Linked DNA regions of Hordeum vulgare: region 1 is linked to region 2. The links are chromatin contacts, called in public Hi-C maps. All regions are on one chromosome and are shown on one strand. Each heading gives the region's core, a stretch centred on a gene start, on an enhancer-like site or on the middle of the called end of the contact. The rest is flanking DNA. Distances are from core to core; before and after follow the strand shown. Region 1 has its middle 110 kb from the start of LOC123442970. Region 2 has its middle 10 kb from the start of LOC123442969.

What was found. A called contact is a pair of places that touch in the nucleus more often than the background predicts.
Region 1: a contact with region 2 is called in a Hi-C map of seedling, with 3 times the contacts expected there. The contact joins two enhancer-like sites. A contact is called at or near these places in 2 of 6 Hi-C or Micro-C datasets (leaf and seedling).

What each region holds. Positions count from the first base shown.
Region 1 is chr3H:61,516,971-61,520,941 of MorexV3_pseudomolecules_assembly, reverse strand. No RefSeq gene overlaps it. Among protein-coding and RNA genes, the nearest start is that of LOC123442970, 110 kb to the right of the region's middle. Within about 2 kb of position 2,386, at least 3 of the 3 cell types and tissues checked have open chromatin away from gene starts, as enhancers often do. A contact at or near this core is called in seedling, where this site is marked.
Region 2 is chr3H:61,245,683-61,250,051 of MorexV3_pseudomolecules_assembly, reverse strand. No RefSeq gene overlaps it. Among protein-coding and RNA genes, the nearest start is that of LOC123442969, 10 kb to the right of the region's middle. Within about 2 kb of position 1,446, at least 1 of the 3 cell types and tissues checked has open chromatin away from gene starts, as enhancers often do. A contact at or near this core is called in seedling, where this site is marked.

The sequences.
Region 1 (3,971 bases), core at 1,137-3,636, 270 kb before region 2:
TTGGTCTCCTCAGAGGAGGCGAAGGTGAAGAGATGGATGACGTTGATCCTCAAGAGGAGGTATCCGCGGTCGCCGTCGTCCACGACGACGGGAAGGATGCGCCTTCGCTGCACCATCGATCCGATGGGATTCGATCCCTTCCTCGATGACACCGCTACACAGAACCAGCCCGATCTGGAGGCAGCCTTGACTGGGGCGGCCCAATCTCCTGATGTGGAAGGACCTGGGCAGGGCATGTGAAGGGGGAGGGAGAGCAGCGCGAGACGACCAGAGGAATATGGCGGCATCGCGGGGGGAGGCAGCGTCCGGCCGAGAGGAGGTTGGTGGCGGCGCGAAATTGGATCTGCACGAGTTGCGCGTGCCAAAAAATAACTTAAAGCTCTAATACCATGTTAGGAAAGCAACTTATCTTTATTGAAGGCCCAAGGGGCATATATATATTACACAAGACTTGAGGTGCAAGGAAAGTAAACATAGACTAATAAGGACTCCTAGACTAATACTAATAGACTAATAAGGTATCCTAGACTAATACTAATACTTCCTAACAAAAACAATAACAATGGTGTTAGAAATTATGGTTTGTGCTCTACCCCCTATTCCGTTGCCCTTTTTATATGGTGTGTGTTAATATGATAGTTGATCCCTTGACTAAGCCTCTTAGCCACGAGTCATTTGGTAAGCATGTTAAGACCATGGGTTTATGTATTTTAATGATTGCTTTGGAAGAGCGAGAAATTATATGTCGTGCAACTATCAAATCATTTGGAATTGTTAATACTCGAAGTACATCATTATTGAATCATGTATTTATACATGGAAATGGTTTACAATATTAGCATAGAATTTATTATTTGTCGGAGCGTACATAAGTATTGTTGTCTCCGTTCAGAGAAAACCAACGAGGTTTCAAAACCATGCTCGTTATCTCCAACGGATTGAGTATATGCTTAAGAAAGATGGTCGGTTATCGATGGAATATAATACTATGTACATTAAAAAGACTACTTGGATACATTAATAATTAGAATGGGTTAGATCATATAATTAGATTACATCCCTAGTGTTGATCAACATAATTAGAAAGTGTTGCTCACAAACGCGTGCTTTAAGGACTCAACAGATAGAATCGACAGATATACTGGAGCACGCGGATACATCAGAACCAAGAAGAATGGATGGGAACAATAGCAACAGAAAAAAAATGAGTTCGGTTACATGCACTAAATTATAATAGTAGGTTAGAAACAACTATATAGGCCAGATTAGGCCTGCATACGGCTCATTAGACCTAATTGTTAATGAGGTTCGACGATATGACTGCATCTTCAGGGCCCAACGATCTAATCCCGGAGCTTCGGCTGTCCCAGGATCCTTTTCTCTTTTTTTCTAATGATAACAAAAGAACTGTTATATTCGTTGTGAAGAAGAAGATGGTACAAGGACCCATACCCCTTGGTTTATTAAAAAAAATCAGGTGAAAACCTGCACAACGTATAGCTAGACTAGACCTAAAAACACACAAAACTTTCTCTTCAGTTTTCCTCCCATCGATTATTTTGTGCAAGCAATCATGTAGTGGAGCCATGCATAATGTAGCATCGTATGATAGGGGCGTGGGTGAATAATTGGAATAACTAGAGTGATCCTGATCCCACGAAATAAAGGCAAACACACGGCCGCTAAAGGCTAGCTACTATAATTGATCATGCAAATGCATTTTGACCAGGCGAGCCCCACATATATGCAGACATGGCCACGAAAATCGCCGATCATGAAGAAAAGAATACGTACTACTCCCTCCGTTTTTAAATATGAGTTTTGCTTTTTTAGAGATTTCATTAGGGAACTACATACGAAGTAAAATGAATGAATTTATAATCTAAAGTATATCTATATAGATGCGTATGTAATTCCTTAGCGAAACTTTTAAAAAACTTATATTTAAAAACGAAGGGAGCACTAAACATGTTATATTTTGTTTGCGTATTCTTGAAGAAAAAAATGTTATAGTTTACTGGTTGGTAGCAGGAACTAAAGCTTGCTGTGAGTTAATTCTGTTTCTTTTATCCTACTGGTAAATGCAATCTATCTAGCTTTTTTGTCAAGTTGTTAATCCGGTAAAAAAAATGTCTACCACAGAAGAAATGCTTAATTCAGAATTAAATAGTTTGGGATCTACTAGCAGTACTGAAACTTAAAAGCTATGGAACAATGAAAAACTATACATTGAAGGATGGAGGGAGGAAGCAGCTACATTGTCTTCACCCAACAATATTTGTTATTTAGGTCCCGGGCCTAGCAATTATTCGGATCCTAACCCTGGGCCACGCTATGAGTGCGGGCATGGGCCACACGGCTTTAGCGCCCCCGGTACAAACAAACAAATCAAACAGGGCTTTGGCTACATTGTCTTCACCCTTTCGACAGTCCTGCAAATCATGGACCATCTCCCATGCTCGCTCCGTCTCGAACAAAGGCCGGAGTAGGTTCACTGCTGCCACTTTATGCTGATCGGATCAAAACCTAGCTGGTTTATCAACTCTTTCATCAGCATGGAAACGCTACTTTGTTGATCAAGGTGGGAGTTGCATAGCAAGTTCATTTGTTTTTATTTATAAGAAAACAAATCAGGAAACACATATGGGTAACCACCATTCCTGAATGATTCTGTTCTTCCAAAGAAAATGCTATTATTTTATGTAAGAGAAGGGAATATCTGAAACTAGCACTGCAGAGAGAGAATATGCCCGTGGCAAGATCTTCCAAAGGGAGAGCAGAAAAGTGCCGCACCTACTGAAGCATAGAATACATATTCAGTCTAGAGAACCAAGACGCGAGGTGATATATATATTTGGCCAACTACTCCTACGTAGTTAAATCCACACGACTTCCTAATGCAATCGAATCAAATTATTGTAAATTACTACTACCACCACCGGTGCTAACTAAATATTTTTGTTCATTCAACTTCAGACAGGAGCGAGCTAGCGGTGGTTGGGAGCCGCAAAAGAAACAGAAGAAGCTGTTTATTTTCAAGGACGAGAGATGAATGCATAACAACAAGAAGGATCGGAAGGGCTAGCTCTAGCTGACGTAGATCCCGTCGCCACCCGCAGACACATCGCCATTGTTCGATTGGAACCTTGCACAGTAGGCAGGTCATGTAGTAGTTGTACCACAAGCAGCATCTGCACGAGGAACGATCGATCGGCCGAGTGACGCGAGGAAGAGGGCGACATCGGTGGCCTTGTCTGTTTCCCGGGATGAAAAAATATAAAAAATGGTGATGTATTTCCCACTGAAAAACATGCCACTGCCCACTGGTATGGCTGCAGATGTCTGAATTTATGGGTGCTGGAATCGATCAGCGGGTGAGTTGAGTGTTATTTCTGCGCCCCTGCGCGCATGAGCATGGCCACCACCATGAAAGCGGATGTAAATGGCCGCAATAAACCTTTGCAGGGCGTGGTGGTGAGGCAGAGGAGCATGGTCCACGATCGGTCTGCCCCGGAGCCGGAGGAATTTCTAGTTTCTCGTGAAGTGCAGCGGCGCCCTGCTCCTCTCAATATATTTTTTCTTACTTACCAACGGCGTCAAAGTGAAACCGTAGTCGTTGTAGGAAGCAGGTTTCACACGCAGCGAGCAAGATGGTCTCGTTTCGGTTCAGTGACGCTGCTTGCGCGCATACGTACGTCGCGTCACCGAGTGGAGTAGTACTATATTATGTACTACTACTACTTAGATCGATAGATGAACGGATTGATTGATCTACAGGCCACGTGAAAGATCTTTGAGTTTAGCCCTGTCCGGCTACCAAAAGCGGGGGTGGTTTCCTCTTCCATGTGTGTGGGCTTCGCTCTGAACGACCTGACGGGAAAAAAGAATCTAACATGATCCAGCACACGTATCTGTTACCGCTGTCACCGCAGCAGCGCCCAAAAAAGCGTAATGATAGTGCAGACAAACCA
Region 2 (4,369 bases), core at 197-2,696:
CACTTCCTGATGCCTGTAAAGAACTAGTGGATGGCTTATTATTTTTGTGTAATGATGCTGGTTGTATGAAGATGTCTGAATACATAACTGGTGGAGGAGTGGCTGAGGTCTATGTGGAGTATTTTGGGAAGCAAGATGATGAAAGTGCAAGTGACAGTGGTAGTGATTTTGAGAATGAGATGGGTAATGAGTCAGAAGGAGAGAATGATGTAGAACCAGATGCAATCATAACTGCAGAGGATGATGTTCACATAATTAGTGTGGATCCATCATCATTGACTGTAACAGAAAATGTGGCTGTACCAACCGAGAGTGGTCTTATTACCCAGGTGATTAGCAGCCCTACAGAGCACAATTTCTATAGGAAACAGAGGATTGGAAGTTCACAAGTTCGGGTACGGAGTTCTCAGTTTCAGACACAAAGTTCCCAGGTTCATATATAGCTCTCAGGTCGTTAATCCAGGAACACATAGTGGTAATGCAGAAGTTCAACAAACACATGAACATGAGGGTGATGACAATGGCTCTGTAATTTCAGACAGTGAGGAGGATGATAGTGATTATGTGGCAGGAAGTGATGACAGTGGACTAGAAGAGGAATATGTGGAACTAAGGGAACAAGCTAAGGATTTTAAGAAGAGAATTAGAGACTCAAAGAGATGGGCTCAGACAAATCCATCTGGTGTTGTTCCAATAGATCTAGTGGCAAATGTGGAAGAAGTGGTAGGAGTGGTAGGAGAAAACCACTTTGACTCAGATGATGAAGATTACTCATATGATGAGGACAGTGATCACGAAGGACTATTTGTTAGGAGAAAGACTAAGTTTCCAAGGTATAACCCTAAGGTAGATATTCCATTATTCTGCTTAGGAATGGTGAAGACCTTCACCTGACTACGACGCGCGCGCGGGAGGGGTGGGGGAGGAAGACATCGCCGGCCGACGGACCAGTCCTAATATGATTCCCCTACTCAAGCTCTGTTTTTTCCACCGCTGCAACTTACAGTACGAGAATACCCAAAGAGACCCACAATCCGTCCACAATCCGTGCAGTTAACTTCTAATCCTAGCAACGTCAGCAATCCCAACTCCCCAAACCAGCTGTTAGCACTAATGGACTGGGATAAACCGGGATTAAGAAAGACAAGGTAACGATTTCAGGGATTCTCAATTCAGGGTTTGATTTAGACTTGGGGTACGAATTCAAGGTTTTTTTCAAACTTTTTCCATAATTACACCCTACCTGTAGGATGCGAGGTTCGACGCGTCACGCAAAATTTTGGATTCTCCACGGAATCCCAGGGCCCGGGCTTGCTCACGCACGGACGCATGCACGTCTGCCCGCTCGGTAACCCACGCCTGGACGGTTAACTCCGTTGTACTGCTACTGGTAAGCACGCCGGATCCTCTGTGCCCTACTCCGCTCCTTGTGATCCTCCCACTGGCGATTCAGGCACTATCCGAGCCACAGCGGAAGAGACCCACCCACTTCTATCACGTACTCCAGTTTGGTTCGACTCGTGTGGATTTAATTAGCAGCCTCGCGTCTCGGCTTGTCTACACTGCATGTGTGTTCTGTGCTTCATTAGGTTTTTTAGAAAAGGAGGCAAAGTTCCGGCCTCTGCATAGAGAGATGCATGCAGTCATATATTAAAATTAAAGCCAAGTATTAACAAAATACATCAAGGTCTAGCAAATAGTGAATAAAAAGATATAAGACGTCTGTCACGTCATAACCGGAGAGACCTAGATGACTAAATACCTATCCTATTAATATGTCGTCATCCAAACCGATTGAAGATACCCTGTGCTACCATCTTTCATGGACACACCCAGTAACCATAAGCTCCATGGCTTCCACAGGAGTGAGTAATGACCACGTGCGGATCAGTGCGATAGCCCTGAAGATAACCTGCAAGAAGTGAATATCGCGTTGTCTGTTAAGCACTAAGTCATTTCTGCAATTCAATACAACCCAAAATAGTGCACATGACCCCACACGAATAAGTTTAGCAGTTTGAACATCAACCCCCTGTAACCACATCCTAAATAACATGTTTATACTATTAGGGGGACTGATGTTGAAAGCAATATGAAGCGAGCGCCGTAACAATTTAGCCATAGGACAATCTAGAAATAGGTGCTTAATAGTTTCTTTATTCTGACAGAAGCTGCATCTAGGATTGCCTTTCCAATTTCCCTTGGCTAGATTATCCTTCATTAGAATAACCCCTTTGTGAACAAACCACATGAAGATCTTAATTCTTAGCGGAACTTTGATCTTCCATATATGCGCTGATTTTGGAATAGGCGTTGAATCTATGATATGCATGTACATAGATTTGACCGTAAAGACCCCATTTGTGGTCAACTTCCAATGCACACGATCGGGTCGATCAAAGAGGTTAATGTCCATCAACCTTCTGACTAGGTGCAGCCAGCTAATCCATCTGTCACCAATTAAGGATCTACGAAATTGAATATTTAGAGGTGTCTCGCAAAGTATTGACGCAACGGACGCCTGTCGATGTTGTGCAATATGGTACAACTACGGATACTGAATAGCTAAAGGTATCTCCCCTAGCCAAGTATCTTCCGAGAATCTAGTTGATTTACCATCGCCTATGATAAACCTAGTCCTGTTGAAGAATCATTTTTAGACCGCATCAAACCCTTTCAGAAAGGAGAGTCAATTGGTCGTGTTGTAACCTGAGATAAGGTCTTGTTTTGTAAGTACTTGTTCGTCAGAATCTGTACCCACATACCTTTTGTTTCCATAGATAGTCTAAACAGCCATTTACTGAGTAGACATCTATTTTTGGTCTCTAAATTTTTGATCCCTAAACCCCCTCGTTCTTTTGGTCTACAAATGATGTCCTATCTAGTGAGCCTATACTTGGTCCTGACCTCATCGCTCTGCTAGAAAAAACGAGATCGATAGAAATCCAACCTTTTTCGCACCCGACAGGTACTTCGGAAAAGGATAAAAGAAACATAGGCATGCTTGATAATACTGAATTAACAAGTACCAACCGTCCTTCATAGGATAAAAGCTTGCCTTTCCAGTAGCTTAATTTTTTTTTCAAATCGATCCTTGATGCATTTCCATTCCTTATTTGATAATTTTCGGTGATGAATAGGAATCCCTAAACACGTGAAAGGTAAATTCCCACTTGCACAACCGAACAATTGATTATAAGTATGTTGTTCATTTTTGGCCTTACCAAAACAAAACAATTCACTTTTATTAAAATTAATCTCCAGCCCAGATAGGTGCTCAAATAAGCATAGGATGAGTTTCATATTTCTAGCTTTGTTCAGATCATGCTCCATAAAAAGAATCATGTCATCTGCATACTGTAGAATAGAGACACCCCCGTCAACAAGATGCGGGATTAGTCCTCCTACCAGGTCCTTCTCATTGGCTCGCTTAATCATATGTGCCAACATATCAGCAACAATGTTGAATACAATAGGAGACATCGGATCCCCTTGTGTGAGACCCTTCAGTGTGTCCGGAAGAAATGACCCACATCATCATTTACTTTAATACCGACACTTCCTTTTTTTTATAAAACAGTCGACATGCTTTCGCCAAAGCTCGTCAAACCCCTTCATACGCAGGGTTTACTGCAGAAATGACCATTTAACTTTATCGTATGCTTTTTCAAAATCCACTTTGAAGATAACACCGTCAAGTTTCTTCGAGTGTATTTCATGTAAAGTTTCATGCAAGACAACGACACCTTCTAGGATATTACGCCTAGGCATAAAAGTTGTTTGCGTAGATTGCACCATCGAATGAGCCATCTTAGTTAGCTTGTCCGTTCCCAACTTTGTGAAAATCTTGAAACTAACATTTCGCAAACATATTGGACGAAATTGTTCAATACGTGTCGCCCCCTCCTTCTTTGGTAGCAGTGTTATTGTACCAAAATTCAAATGAAAGAGTTGTAGGTGACCACAGAACAGATCATGAAACATTGACATGAGATCATTCTTGATAATATGCCCACATTTCTTATAAAACTCAGCTGGAAAACCATCTGGACCGGGAGCTTTACCGTTCTTCATATCCCCAATAGCATCAAGCACCTCTTTCTCCGAAAAAGGAGCGGATAAAATCTCATTGTCGGCCTCGCCAACTTGAGGAATATCCGCTACTTGATGCTCATCCATAGACACAAAACTATGATCAGGAGCACTGAATAACTGTTTATAATAGTTAGAGATGTACAATTTTAGATTCTCATGACCTACTATTGTACCCTCATCTTGCTCGAGCTGCAGAATTCTCTTTTTCCTATGCTTTCCATTTGCAATCAAGTGGAAAAATTTAGTGTTGTTATTCCCATGTATGATTGCCGAT